Linked DNA regions of Sus scrofa: region 2 is linked to region 1. The links are chromatin contacts, called in public promoter capture Hi-C maps. All regions are on one chromosome and are shown on one strand. The core of a region is the stretch at or near the end of the contact, and the rest is flanking DNA. Distances in the headings are between cores, read along the strand shown. Region 1 holds the start of APITD1 (apoptosis-inducing, TAF9-like domain 1). Region 2 holds the start of PEX14 (peroxisomal membrane protein PEX14).

Region 1 (7,450 bases), core at 2,785-5,284:
GTATCACCTGCAGAAACAGTCTTAAAAGCACACACATCACGCGCATTCAGAGTCCTGCAGACAAAAGCGATGCATAGCTTTTTCAGCTGGAACTGAATAACTCCAGTTCTGTTAACAAGAAAATATGTGGAAAACTTCAAAAAATGCCAAATCAAGTCTGAATGGATGTGATTAAAGCAGATGTTACAGTCTTGCAGAATCATGATTAGAGACTGCGCCTCCACAAAACGCAGGGGGAAAAAGAAAAAGCAAAGGCACTCCTGAAATTCACCAGCAGATGGAGGGCGCCAAGAGCGTGTCAACAAACACAGTGCCTGAGGATCAAGCTCTGTACCTACCTGGCAAACATTTCAAGGTCTTTGGCAAAATTTTCTGAAAGAGAAAAAAAAGATGTGCTTGAGCTCGCCTGCGTCGATCTCATTTCTGAGGGACAAGTGAATCTCAATGTCTGCAGGAAGCACAGTGACAAACACAACACATCCTTTTTTTTTTTTTTTTTTTTTTTGGTCTTTTTAGGGCCTTACCCACGGCATATGGAGGTCCCCAGGCTAGGGGTACAGCTGCCGGCTGGGGGTATTCAAATCAGAGTACAGCTGCTGGCTTACACCACAGCCACAGCCACTGCCACGCCAGATCCGAGCCGAGTCTGAGACCTACACCTACACCACAGCTCACGGCAATGCTGGATCCTTAACCCATTGAGTGAGGCCAGGGATTGAACTTGCATCCTCACAGATGCTAGTTGGATTTGTTTCCACTGTGACACAACGGGAACCTTCTTTTTTTGTTCTTTTTCCTTTTTTGCCCGCCCCACAGCACTTGGAGTTCCCAGGGCCAGGGATCAGATTTGAGCTGCAGTTGCGACCTACGCCACAGCTGCCAGATCCTTAACTCATTATGCAGGGCCAGGGATCTAACCTGCTGCCCGGTGCTCCAGAGCTGCCAATCCTGTTTCACCACAAAGGGCACTCTCAACACATCCTTTTAAAGGATGGGAGATGTGAGAGGAAGCCTATCATGCAGCTCCATCACTGGGTGGGGGTCAGCAGCCGTTGCATTCCTGCCGACCCCGTCTTCGCTGGCACCCTCCGCCCTTCCCTACAAGCCTCTAGTAATTGTGGCTACACCTCTCCTTCCTAGAAACCACCCCTTAAATTTCAATTTTGATACGAGTTAGGGCCTGTGAGGACGTTCATCATCTCTGAAGCCAAGCAAATACCCACGCTGCAAGCTGAGCTGTCAAATAAACTGTGGGTGATATAAAAAAGTTTACACAGCAATGAAATAAAAAAATTTACTGTCTAATGTTCCGGGCAGTTTAAAACACTAAAATACAGGTGCTGATGCCCCTGTGTTAGTGAAATAGAAAAAAAAAAATAGTTCTTTCCATAAACTATCTGAATTTTACAGCCCTTAAAAAGAAACATGTCAAGAACGGTGTGCGATGATCACGCTCTGTGGGGAAGACCTGCCAGGGCAGCCCCCCGAATCCCCCCCAACCCCTGGGGGCGTCTACACATCTACAGGAAGGCTGCATACCGCACTGTCGAAAGGTCACCTCCGAAATCGCCGCAATGGTTTGTTTGCTGAATGGCATGTCTTTGTCCGACGCCACTTCCTCGCAAAGACAGCCAACGGTGTAGTGAACTGCTGCCTTCAGCCTCTGAAGCAAAACCAAAACATTTCATGGGTACGTCTGCAAATCGGAGCTTTTCCCATCCTAAAAGACGAAGACCGACGAGAGGGTCCGCTCTCTGATTCCTTCAGCACTTTCCACACTGGCTGCGTAACTTTTCAAGTGTGCTAGTGAATGACTGGGGCCTCTGGGGTGCTTCCTAGTTAATGGTTATGATTTCGGTCGGGTAAAGGAATGACGACGGCAGGTCAGCGGGAGAAAAGGCAGACTGGTCCTGGGGAGGCGTCCGGGTGACTTCACTCAGAAATTCCATGTGGATGTGCAAAGCGCCTACGGGGTGAAGAAGACGTGTGCCGCGTGTCTGGGGCACACGATGGAAAAACAGACGGGGATTCTGGCCCCTCTCCGCCCCCAACTGGGGTTAATCAAGCAAATTCAAAAGGATCCCTCTGGTCCCTGTGCTTCAAGTCCTTGCCAGCCCCAGTCCTGCATGCGGCAAAGGAAGAACGGCCAGGACAACACAGGGAAGGGCTTATGAGGGCACATCTGACTCTCCTTTGATTTGCTGGTTTGCTAGCCCACCTCAGCAGGCCCTCACTGCTCCCCAACAACACTGGAGGTGCTGCAAAACATCCCTCTTTCCCATGAAGAGAAGAAGCAAAAAAAAAAAACAAGCTAAGCCAAGGGCTCGGTCTCCAGTCAACAAACTTGCTGAGCCCTGCGTGTTCCACCTGCGCTGGAGACAGAGCTGACAGGTGAACAGCATCGACTCTACCAGCACATGTTCACGGTGGAGGAAAGATGAGGAGGAACTGTGAACATGGGAGTGTGGAGGAGGGGCCGGGCAGATAAGCCAGGGATCTACCTTCCTGAGTCTCAGAAGTCACAAGAGTAGGTAAGTGGAGAGCTATGGTAGGAGGAGACAAAGAGACCACCACCTGGGAGGGATATAAGACCCTAAAAGGAAAAAAAAAATCACTTTGGGGACAAGTGGGTAAAACTGAATATGGACTGCCACTAGATAACAGGATTTTATCAAAATCAAACTTCCTGAGTGTGATCAGAGATGATTCAGAGTAAACCCTTGTTTAGGGGCAATGAACGCTCAAGTATTACGATTAAAGGTGAAGTGTTAAGAGTATTTAATTCTCACATAACTTCAGAAAAAGGAGACAAGGGGAGTTCTGGTCGTGGCTCAGCGGTTAAGGAATCCGACTAGCATCCATGAGGATGCAGGTTCGATCTCTAGCCTCGCTCAGTGGGTTAAGGATCTGTCGTTGCCACGAGCTGTGGTTGTAGGTCGCAGATGTGGCTCGGATCCCGCGTTGCTGTGGCTGTGGTGTAGGCCGGCGGCTACATCTCCAATTCAACCCCTAGCCTGGGAACCTCCACATGCTGCTGGTGCGGCCCTAAAGAGATTTAAAAAAAAAAAATAATAAAGGGGGACAAGGGAGCAAATGCAGCAAAATCTTGACAACGGGTGAACGGAGGTGAATGGCCTATGGGTGTTGATTGTATTATTCTTGCAACTTTTTCTGAAGGCTTGAACTTCAAAGTAAAAGGAATGGGCGGGTAAACAGCTTCCGAAATTTTCTTTCTGAAATACGAAGGGCACCCCTACGTAACTGAGCTCATTCCCGCATCTCTCAGGTTAATCCTCCCTGAGGTTTGCCACTCTGGCTCTTGGTTTTCACCTCTTTACAGCGCTGTTCTTACGACGGTGCCACATGGTATTTATTCCCGATGAGAATTAAAGGACCGAATACCCGCAACTACCCTGAGAGGTGGTCCTATTATCACTCCGACTTTCCATCTAGGAAAACTGGTCAGAGTCAACACCACCTCCCCCGCAAGGTCGACATTCGAACCCACATCCGATAGGCTCTGGAGCCCGACGGCCTGGGTTTGCAAGAGCCTCTGAGGCCGTCTCTTCAATTGCAAGATGGAGAGCGAACCAGTCACAAGAGCCATCGTTTCAGAGCTCGTGCTGCGTGCCGGGCGCCCCGCACAGCCCTGTCGGAGAAGGGGGACCCAGGGAGCGCGGCTGGCACTTCCCGGGAACCTTCCTCCGCTCGCCCCGCAGCCCCGACGCTCAGAGCCGCGATACCATGGAAACCGCCTCCCAGCAGCCCCCGCGGCTGCCGAGCCAGCGCATGCGCAGCGCCAGGCGCCCACGTCGCGCAGAGTCCACGGGAGCGCGCCCCCCGCTCCCCGGACGCCCGCGCCAAGGTGAGGCCGTGCTAAGGGCCTTTTTCTCCCCCATGTTTCGACGCCATCCTCCCCCAGACCGGCCGGGACCGCGTTCGCCTGTACCTGTCGGTAAGAGAATCGCTGCTGCTCCTCGGCCCCTTCCTCTTCTTCCATCATCACAGCGGGCCGACCCTGGCAGGCGCGCGAGAACAGAAAAAGGCGGCGGCCGTGAAGGCACGGTCCGATTTTCCCGCCGCGGCGCCAGGCGACGGGCCGCGCGGGGGGCCAAAGCGCGAAGCTGCCGGGCGTCTCGCGCGCGCGCCCTGGCGGCGGCTCTGGGAAAGGCGCCTCGCGGCCCGTCTGCTCCCGCCCCCGCCAGCTCCCCGGGGCCCGGACGCCGCTCGGTGCCGAGTTCACGGTCTGCACGAGTTCACGGTCTGCACCGACTCTTAGAAAGAAGGTGTGTGTGTGTACGAGGGGAGGGGCGGGGCGGGGGAATAACGATGCTGCAGTTCGTTATTGGAAATTCCAGGCGGCGGTAACCTCGGTTTGCCCTGCAAAATCTAGGGTGGGCTTTAATAATTCTGTCGCTAAGCTTAGTGCTGCAAAATCGGTCTATGGATAAATGCTTGATTTCTAGCCCCCTCAGCGACTCCGTGGCTCACCCCAGTGCCGTTGACAGAGGAGTATAGTTCTGACCCGAATGTTAGCCGATTTTCCTTTATGTTCAGAATTAAGTAAAATGAAATAGTGAAATTCTGAAACTCAACGTTGGATTTTTTTTTTTTTTTTTTGGTCTTTTGCGGGCCGCACTCACGGCATTCAACGTTGGATCTTTACTGCCTTCAGACTTTATTCAGTTATTTCCCTCCTTTTCAGCTTCACTCTTGGAGCTTCACTCATAACTTGATGACGTGTAAAGGACTTCTCTGCTGAATCAAATAATAGTGTTTAAGTACTGGAAGAGTATTAAGTACTGGAAGAGTATTTCCTGGACTCTTGTGCTGTTGTTGCCAAAACAGCCTCTGTTTCCCATTGCCAAATAGAAACGTGGAGAAAGAGTTTTGGGTGAAGAAGAAAAAGAGAGCTTGGAGTTCCCATCATGGCTCAGTGGTTAAAGAACCTGACTAGTATCCATGGGGACTCGGGTTCGATCCCTGGCCTCACTCATTGGGTTAAGGATCCGGTCTTGCAGTGAGCTGTGGGGTAGGTCACAGATGAGGCTCGGATCCTGTAGGCTGGCAGCTGTAGCTCCAATTTGACCCCTAACCTGGGAACCTCCATATGCCTCTGGTGCAGCCCTAAAAAAAAAAAAAAAAAAAAACAGGACAAGAGAGAGAGCTTTATTTTATTGCTTTGCCTGGCAAAGGAGGCCACAGCAGCCTAATGCCTTCAAGACTGTGCCCTCTTGGAAGGAGTTAAGAGGTGGTTTTATAGTTTGGGGAGTGGAAAATAGGGCCCCAGATAAGGATCAGGGTAGAGGCAAGTTTGCACTGTCTCAAAGCAGGTGTTTAGTGGCCCCCAGGACTGGCCCTGCCAGTCCTCCTTCCCAGAATGAAGATGCTTCATCAAGTAGTTCTTCCATTTGTTGAGGGTTTTAGTTCTGCAGAAAGGCTCAAAGATATTGTTATGAATGTTCCTTAAGAGGGAACCAGGGCCGGAGTTCCCGTTGTGGCTCTGACTAGTATCTGTGAGGACGGTGGTTCCACCCCTGGCCTTGCTCAGTGGATTAAGGATCCAGCGTTGCTGTGAGCTGTGGTGTAGGTCGCAGACTCGGCTGGGATCTGGCATGGCTGTGGCTGTGACCTAGGCTGGTGGCTACAGTTCCAGTTCAGCCCCCAGCCTGGGAACCTCCATATGCCGTGAGTGTGGCCCTAAAAAGACAAAAAAAAAAGAGAGAAGGAACCCGGTCCCTGCCCCAAAGCTGCACTATTCTCTCTTGACTGCTCCTCCCAGGTATCTGCATCCCCTCCCTTCCCTGGTCTTTGGAACTCAAAGAAGGTCTTGGAAGCTGAGGCTTATCCCCTAAAAACAAGAGAGGACACAGAGGCTCGTGTACCTGGGAGCCGGCAGGGCACTGGCTCGGTCACACTATTTATCACGTAAAGGCTGCAAACCCAGTATACCTTCAAGTTTAACCTGCATTATTAATTCTCCTGCCCCTGCTTCCTTAAGTAAACAGTCAAAAAGGACTTAAACCCTGATTTATAAATTTCGTAGGTGTATATCCTTCCGCCATTGCCAATTTCAAGCCACCGATAGGGGGAGACTGAACGCAGCATTTGTTACAACTCGGCTTTATGGGCCCCGCCCCCGCAACAGGCCGAAGGCTGTCACGCTGGAGTTTGCAGCAGAGAAAGGGTTTGTAAGGAGACTGGAGAACAAATGTCAGGTCTGCCTCCTGAGAAGTTGGAAGTCAAAAGGCTTGAGATATTTATGGGATAAAGAAGCGGGGTGGTCTCAGGGCGGGGAAAGGTGGCTGGAGGTAGGAGAAAGGGGAGGTTCTTCCAAGGCCCAGTTTTAGGGTCGGTGGTCCCAACTGGTGTTAGCTGGTCTGAACTGGGCAGAAGCAAACTCCAAAGTTCTGGGGAACAACTTAAGCCCCTGTTACCATAGTGACCCAGACATCAGAAGCATTATCACCGGGTGGTTAAGAAATCTGGTGACACATTACCTAGGCTACACGAGGCTTGGAGGGGATGCAGGTAGAGAAAGGGGGAAAACAAGGAAAGCAGGCTTAATCGTTAAAGGCAGGTTGCGAAGCAGAGGGGTTTCTCTCGAGCTGTCCCTCACCCGCTGTGCTGTGAGACACACAAGGGTTTCTGGTAAAGCACCAGCTTCTCTTAACCCCGTGGGGCACGACTTCGTTCTTAGACGAGACACTGCCCACCCAGAGCAGACGCCGTAGATGAACATGATGTCAGGAACCCAGACAATAGAAAAATGTGCATCACAGTGACATAATTAAGTAATGACATTCGAGCTTTTACTGCCTTTGTTTTTATTTTTTTGTCTTTTTAGGGCCGCACTTGCAGCATTTGGAGGTTCCCAGGCTAGGGGTTGAATCAGAGCTACAGCCACTAGCCTACACCACAACCCCAGATCCGAGCCTCATCTGCGACCTACCCCACAGCTCACTGCAAGACCGGCTCCTTAACCCACTGAGTGAGGCCAGGGATTGAACCCGAGTCCTCATGGATACTAGTCAGGTTCTTTAACCACTGAGCCATGACAGGAATTACTGCCTTTGTTTTTAATATTATTTATTTAAGCTTAAATGTAACTTAATTCTTAATAATGGCTGTGTCTGTCTCAGGTGTTCAGGATTCCTGAAGATTTAGAAGTCAACTCTCGCTTGTAGGAACCAGCCCTGGCACACCCCTGGCCTGGCATATAGTAAACACTTACTAAGTCAAGTTTGAAAGACTGCGCTGTATTTTTTTTTTTTTTTTTTTTTTTTTTGTCTTTTTGCCTTTTCTAGGGCCGCTCCTGCCGCATATGGAGGTTCCCAGGCTAGGGGTCCAGTCGGATCTGGAGCCGCTGGCCTATGCCAGAGCCACAGCAACACGGGATCCGTAACCCACTGAGCAAGGCCAGGGACCCAAACCCACAACATCATGGTTC
Region 2 (7,450 bases), core at 1,271-3,770, 36 kb before region 1:
TATCCTTAATCTTTCGAAATGAGAGACGGATGCCTCGAGGCCAACAAATTTTCTAAGAGAGGCAGAATACTGGCTCAGTCCCACAGGTGTGACGCATTCTTCTCCCACATAAACTAAGTTTGGGGGAAAAATCCAGAGTTCTTTTGGTTCCACTCTGTTTTACTGGAGAAATGGGAAACCAGTTCATCAGGACTTGAAAATGACATGAGAAGCAACTGCTCAAGAGAGTTGGTTTACTTAAAACAAGTGTGTTGGAAGCTTACTGTTAGATAGTGACAGAATTTGGCATGAAATATTCAAGTTTTTCCCCAGGCTGCCAGCATATTCTGATGCAATCCCATCTCTACCAGATTTGGAAAGGAGGGCAAAAGAGAAGCAGAGCTGAAAATCAAACAAGTGCTGGCCAAACACCTTTAGGACCTTAGATTCCTTCTATGTGTACAGAGAGGGTAATTTCCAGAACCAAAGAAAATACAAAGGTTCCAAGTGACAAAAAATTTTAGTAACCTTCACAGCACTGGCAAATTAATGTACTAGCACCTTTCAATCCCAGCCTGTGCCATTCCTAATGTATAACATTTCTGATTCCAAGGAGCCTCAGCATTTGGGCAAGCCAAGTGGGTTAAGGCAAGAAAGGAGAGCCCCTCCTCTCAGGTCTCTCCCCACACTCCAGAACTTTTCTTTTTTTTTCTTTTGTTCTACCCACTTATGTGGAGCGTTTCTTGCCCTTTTTAGAGGCTTAAGTTCTGCCAGCGTTCAGTAGATATTCTGTGCGAATCGATCTACATTGTAGTTGTGTGGGTTTTTTTGTTTTGTTCTGTTTGCTTTTTAGGGACGCACCTGCGCCATATGGCAGTTCCCGGGCTCCAGGTCAAGTTGGAGCTGCAGCTGCCAGCCTACGGCATAGCCACAGCAACAGGGGATCCAAGCCGCATCTGTGACCTACACCACAGCTCTAGGCAATGCTGGATCCTTAACCCACTGAGGCCAGGGATCAAACCCGTATCCTCATGGATCCTAGTCGGGTTCCTTAACCACTGAGCCATGAAGGCAACTCCCTGTAGTTATAGGGGTTTTTTGATGTGTTTGCAGGAGAAGGTGAGAGCATGGCCTACTCCTCCGCCACCTTGATCCTTCCCATTCTAGAAGACCAGACTCAGCCCTAGCTATCTGCCCTGTTTTACAATGCAGACATCTCTCTGAATCATGTGCATGGCTACCTGGAACCAGTCTGGGGAAACCCAACTCCTCTAAGTGCAATTCCTGAATGAGACGTGTCATGAAGAACAACACAGTAAGAAACACTAGTGCTAGTCTTCTGCCAAGGAAGGCAGTGAAATAACAATAGGCTGCTGAGAAGTCCACAGGTGTTTCAAGGAGGTGAGAGAACAGTGATGAGGTCCAGGTTGACACCATTTTCTTCCTCCTCTGTCTGATCCTAGCTAAACTTAAACATGTAGGGCTCCATGTAGTGAAGTTGCACACATCCAGCTTCAAATCCAGGCTTAATCAGACACATGACTTGGGGCATGTTACAAACCCTGCAAAATTGTGGTTAACAGCCTGTTCTTCATAAAGGTTGTAATGAGCATTAAACGACATAACAATCCTAACTTGTCCTGGGTATGTGTGCACACACACTCATTAATTGCAAGGTACCCGCTTACCCTCATCCACCTCACCTCAGCCCAGCCCACCTTTGTACTACAAACGCCTTCAGAGGCCTTTAGTCAAACGTTTCCTGATGCAGAGGGTCCTCTGACTGGAGTGGGATTTGGCTTAATCTGTGGCTGAAAAACTAGAGCCCATGGCCGAGAAAACCAAGCTCTGGGAAGCAAGGACGGATCGTTAGCGGTGGCGTCTGTTGTTTACAACGAGTCCCCTTCCTACCAACGCACGGAGAGGGTCTAAGTATATTTCCAACCCTCCAAGTTGGCAGGGGAAGCGCAAAGGTGACTAAAGACGAAGGGGCTGGCAGCGGGGCCACTCAGGAGGCTGAGGCTACGGGGCAGTGAGAACCCTGATGGAGACAGGCCCTGCCCGGGAGGGAAAGACCCGATCCAGCCTCTCACCCCTCTCCTCAAGCAGAGACCCTCGCAGCTCAAAGCCAGGGGGCCTTTCAAGGGTCCCGCCGTTTTTCCGGCCAAGCTCAAGTGTGACCTGAGAGACCTGCAGGTGGAAAGTGGGGGCCCGTGGGCACCACCCCCGCCCCAGCTCTGCCTCTGGAATGTGGTCAAAGAGGGGTCACCAGGGGAGGGGCCAAGCGATGAGGACCTGGGGAGGGGCGGGGCCCAGAAGGGGGCAAGAAGTCGGGGTCCCTGGCTTCGGAGGCTCAGGGTCCCCACCCGACTCCCAGCCATCCGCCGAGCGCCCCCTCCAGCCGGGGTCCCTATCACGGTGGGGCAATCCCACTCCCCTTACCTGGCTCGGTTGCTCTGCCTGCTCCGAGGACGCCATCTTTTGAGGCCTGACTAATCTATCGCCGCTGGGCGAGGCTCCTCCCAAGAGCCTTCGCTCTCGCTCTCGCGCCCAGACTAAAGTAGCCGGAACTGAGCTGTCGATGGGGGCCACTCCGGGGAGGTGAGGGGTACTCCGGTGTCTGGGTCACCGCGCACAATTTCCATTAGGTCTCTGCCTTCCAGGAAGACTGAAGTCTGTCCTTTTTGCATTCTTATACGTGTATTATTCTTATTCAGTTAAATCTCTGTCCATCCCCACAGTGTCATGGATACATGGAAGGACGCACTAAGTATTTAATAACTGAACGAATGTGAAGAAAATTGGAAATTAATTGATAGTTCAGTTCAGTACCATTTACTGGGTATCTGTTATTTGCCAGACACTTTGCTAGACGCTAGAAATAAGATCCAAGACTCAGACCCTGCTATCAAGTCCAGGCCAAACACACACACACACACACACACACACACACACACACACACACACACACACACTTGCAACATCGGAGATAGGAGTCTGATAACGGTGTGCAGGTCTATTAGGAGAACTCCGAAGAGGGGGCTTTTTGGAGACAAGGGGCTTCTACTAACCGTTATTACTTTATAGCGGTTGAGTTGTTAAATTTGAAGCTAATTGTGAAATTACACGAAAGCGTGGCATGCATTAGAATTATTAATCAGTTCACATTGCAGTTGTGTTTTGATCAATGATTCAAAAGCGTTGCCTCAGTTAACAATTCCTCGTACCGGAGGCTGTTTTAAATGTCTTTTTCTTGTGAGATAATATCTGATTTCCTTTAATAAACAAAATATTAAAGAGATGGACCCTGAAAAACTATGAGTTGATAATTATTCCTTGTTTATATAAAATTACCGCCTTTTAAGAAAGGGAATTTTTTATAATTTTTTTTTTATTATTTTAACCTTAAATGTTAGTTTTTCAGGGGAGAAAAACACAGGCCTCTCTGTAAATAGCAGTATTAGAACAAGGACAAACTATGCTGTCAAACAGCATCTGGACAAATTTCAAACAATGACGTGGTTTGCATTTCCCCTCTTCTCTCTGATTTATTTGAGACCTTAATTTTTAATCTAGTTATTTAAGCATTTCGTTTCGAAGTCCCAAACCAATTTACACAGTTGAAGCAGGGAATCGAATGAGTGAAAATGTGCAAATTTCTTAGGCATCTCTGTTATGTTTTCAGCAAGACTGAAAACTACACTCATCGTCACTTTTTGTAACTGACTTCCTTCAGATCAGCATGAAGGTTGGGACATTTAATAGATCTTTTCAGGTTGTAAGGGGAAAACAAATTAACACAATAGAAAGATTGTCACTGTTTTATGTAAGCAAAAATAGCACGCATCTATATTTGCAGAAAGGAGTGCTCTAACAATTAAAGGGCGTATGCGTGTGTGTCCTTCATAATGTAAAGTAAATCCCTATTGGCCTCATTTTGAACGCCCGAACTCAACTCCTAAACATAAGGTAGAAAAAAAATAAATACCTCCGGGACTGACTTGCGCTAAGTAACGAACCCAGAAACTACAGCTCCCGGCAAGCCCGCGGGGCCGAGCTTGATTAGCTGCAACTGGAACGACATCTCCTAGCGTGCCTTGGTCCTATGCGTGATTTCCTAGAGAGAACTACATCTCCCGGCATGCCCCGGGAGCGTGGGGGGGTGGGGAAGGACTCCGGCGCCCAGCCTCCCCTACTTCCTGGCGGGTGTCAGGTCCCACCCTGAAGAGGATGGAAGTGGCCGGCGGCCCCAGGGCTCCAGAGCCTGGGGAGATCCGGGCTCTAAAACAGTGTCTGCTGAGCCGCAATCAAAGCCGGGAACAGTATGGCGTGGCAGCCTCCTCCCTGGAGGAGCTGAGGAACAAGGGTTGGCACGGGCCCTGGGCGAGGGCATGAGGGGGCCGGGCGGGGTGAGGATGACCGGCGGGGCCAGGCGAGGTCAGAAGAAGCGACTTGGGGTTTTTTGTAGTTTGAGTGGGGCCTAGGGACAGAGATGAGGTACGTGGCTATAGCGACTTAGTTTCAAAGCGTTTATAGCACTTTATTTTGTGTGAGATTCACATGGTGGAAAAGGAGATGGAAGCAGTATGCAAATTAAGACGGACTCAGGTTTGGTCCGTGAAGAAAGGAGTGCTCTGACAGTTGCCTCAGAGCAGGTGTATCCCTGGATTCCCTAAGATGGTACGAGGCCCCATCTAAGCCAGGGTCGGGGTGGGGGCGGGTTTCCAGCGTCAGCTCTGGCAGGTACTTGTGCTGCTACCGACCATTGGGGAAGTCCAGACAAGGAACTTTTGTTGTGAGCGATCGAGTTCACAAATTCTGAGCCGTGTACTATTACTAGCTGCCTGAACTTATGTGTGACCATCCCTCCATCCCCAGTTTTCTCTTTGGCAAAGTGGGTATATTTACAGCCCTGCTTCACAGGATTCTTGGGACTCTCAAGGAGATGGCATATTCAAATGACATGCAAGTTATTACCCTGTAGCAATAAATTGTTTACTCAAATAAATTCCATAGGCTAAAGGTGTGAGTCCTCCCCAGTCAGGTAGTTGACGCGTGTGTCAGTGCTTCCTCCCAGAGTCACCAAGCCCCAGGAGATAGCAGACAGAAGTCTTTCAGAGACCCCGGAACAGCCAAAGCACTGTAAATGCTTTAGTGACATGGCTTTTGCCATTTAAGTGTTTGCATATTTTTTCTTGGCATGAGGGTACTTAAATTTTGTGCCCCTTCTGTGCAGTGACTGGATACACTTGGCACAGAGGCTTGTGTAAGTAAGCATTTGTGTTTTTGGAGCTCAGCTTACACAAGGCCTGCTGTTCAGTTTGCTTTGGGGTAGAACATTGCCCAGTGACTTTTGTAGTCTCTTGGCTCCTTCTCTGGATACCCTAGTCCCATTAACCTTTTAGGCATTGACATCCCTTATTGGGATGGTACAGACCTGCCCTGCCCTGGACAAAGCCTCTTCTTGCCCATAAAGATGAAAAGCTACTACACTTCTGCCTCTGCTTCTCTTATTCTTTCCTATAGATTAGTAAGTCTGCAAAGGAAGATACTGCAGAGAATATAAGGTATTTTCCCCTTTTTTAAAATTTTCTTGGAGTTCCCATCATGGCTCAGTGGTAACAAACCCAACTAGGATCCATGAGGATGTGGGTTCGATCCCTGGCCTTGCTCAGTGGACCGGGGATCCAACCAACATTGCTGTGACTTGTGGTCTAGGTTGCAGATGTGGGTCCGATCCTGAGTTGCTGTGGCTGTGGTACAGGCCAGCAGCTGTAGCTCCAGTTCGACCTCTAGCCTGGGAATCTCCATATGCTGCAGGTGTGGCCTTAAAACACACACACCAAAAAAAAAAAAATTTCTTTTTTCTTTTTCTCTTTGGCATTTGACACATAGGAGAATTTAAGTAGGCCAGTGAGGAAATGAATGAAAGACTGCTTGTTCTCAAGGAATCAAATCAGATTTTGGTTTGTTGTTTGTTGACTCCAGTGCCTCCTAATGTGAGTGTAGAGGAGGTGGAGGAAAAAAATATTTTCAAGAGCCAGACTGTGTAGGTTTAATCCTCAGCTCTTCCACTTTGCTCTGTGACCTTGGGCAAGTTACTTAACCTCTCCGAGCCTTGGGTTTAACATCTGTTAAATGGGAATAACCATAGTATGTACCTTATAGGATTGTTAGGAGATGAAATGCTGTACATGAAAAGCACTTAGAACAGTACCAAGCAGGTGGTAAGTGTTGTATTAGTAGTAGTGGTTGTCGTTAGAGTTATTATTACCTGCCAGGAATTTTTCTAGGCTCTGGGGGCATACATATTGAGAGTGCAAGGACAGATATAATTTCCCTGTGGATAGTTTTCAATTGCCGAATATTTTATTCCTCTCAGCCTGTGACATTCTGGCCATTGATAAGTCCCTGGCACCCGTCACCCTGGTCCTGGCAGAGGATGGAACCATAGTGGATGATGAAGATTACTTCCTGTGTCTTCCTGCCAACACGAAGTTCGTGGCGTTGGCTGGTAATGAGAAGTGGGCGTACAACAATTCAGGTAAGAAATGCTGGCCAGGGAGTTCCCGTCATGACTCAGTGGTTAACAAATCCAACTAGGAACCATGAGGTGGCGGGTTCGATCCCTGGCCTTGCTTTGTGGATTAAGGATCCAGCGTTGCCATGAGCTGTGGTGTAGGTCACAGATGTGGCTCGGATCCCGCATTGCTGTGGCTCTGGTGCAGGCCGGCAGCCTGGGAACCTCCCTATGCCGTGAGTGTGGCCCTAAAAAAGGCAAAAAGAAAAAAGAAAAGAAAAGAAAAGAAAAATACTGGCCATATAGAAAATACACCATCCATCGTAATTCTTCGTGTTGCATGGGTACCTGGTTGCTGTTTGGCCAGCTGTTGAAGCACTGACACAGCCAGCATTTACTGAGCACCTTCTGTATGCTGGAAGTGGTGCTGAGTCTTCTGGGGGGTGAAGATGAATGAGACGGGCTCAGTTCTCAAACAACTCACAGGCAAGCACTCAAATGAAGCAAGGCAGAGAGATCAGTGCCCCAGAGGGGGTCAGACTGTCTGGTCTGAGTCCTGGCTCTGCCGTTTACTAGCCTGATGACCTTGAGCAGATTGTCTTAACTCCTCAGCCCCTTATGGAAACAATAATTAATAGCATCTGTCTCCTAGGGTGGTTGTAAGGATACTAGAACATAATACATATCAAACCAGGTTTTCTCACAATACCATTGACATTTGGGACAGAAAATTAATTCTTTGTTGTGGGGGTGGTGTCCTGTGCACTGTTGGGTGTTGCGCAGCATCGCCCGCCTTTACCTACTAGATACCAGGAGCATCTCCTCACCCCAACTGTGACAACCAGAAATGCCTCCAGACGTTATCAAATGTCTTGGGGTGGGGGGCAACATCACTCTCAGTTGAGAGCCACTGACAGAAAGCATCTGGATCTTACCTGGCAGACAGTAAGG

What was found. Promoter capture Hi-C pulls out the DNA fragments that hold promoters and counts their contacts.
Region 2: a promoter capture Hi-C map of liver shows a contact between it and region 1, with 3 times the contacts expected there. The contact joins the promoter of PEX14 here to the promoter of APITD1 in region 1. A contact is called at or near these places in 1 of 5 promoter capture datasets (liver) and 3 of 47 Hi-C or Micro-C datasets (liver and skeletal muscle).

What each region holds. Positions count from the first base shown.
Region 1 is chr6:70,698,278-70,705,727 of Sscrofa11.1, reverse strand. APITD1 (apoptosis-inducing, TAF9-like domain 1) reads right to left here and starts at 4,034. Exons shown (of 5, transcript NM_001204935.1): 1 at 3,950-4,034; 2 at 1,540-1,663; 3 at 339-372. The coding sequence starts at 4,003.
Region 2 is chr6:70,732,941-70,740,390 of Sscrofa11.1, reverse strand. PEX14 (peroxisomal membrane protein PEX14) reads right to left here and starts at 2,520. Exons shown (of 9, transcript XM_003127561.3): 1 at 2,422-2,520. The coding sequence starts at 2,457. DFFA (DNA fragmentation factor subunit alpha) reads left to right here and starts at 4,127. Exons shown (of 6, transcript XM_003127563.4): 1 at 4,127-4,345; 2 at 6,362-6,523. The coding sequence starts at 4,210.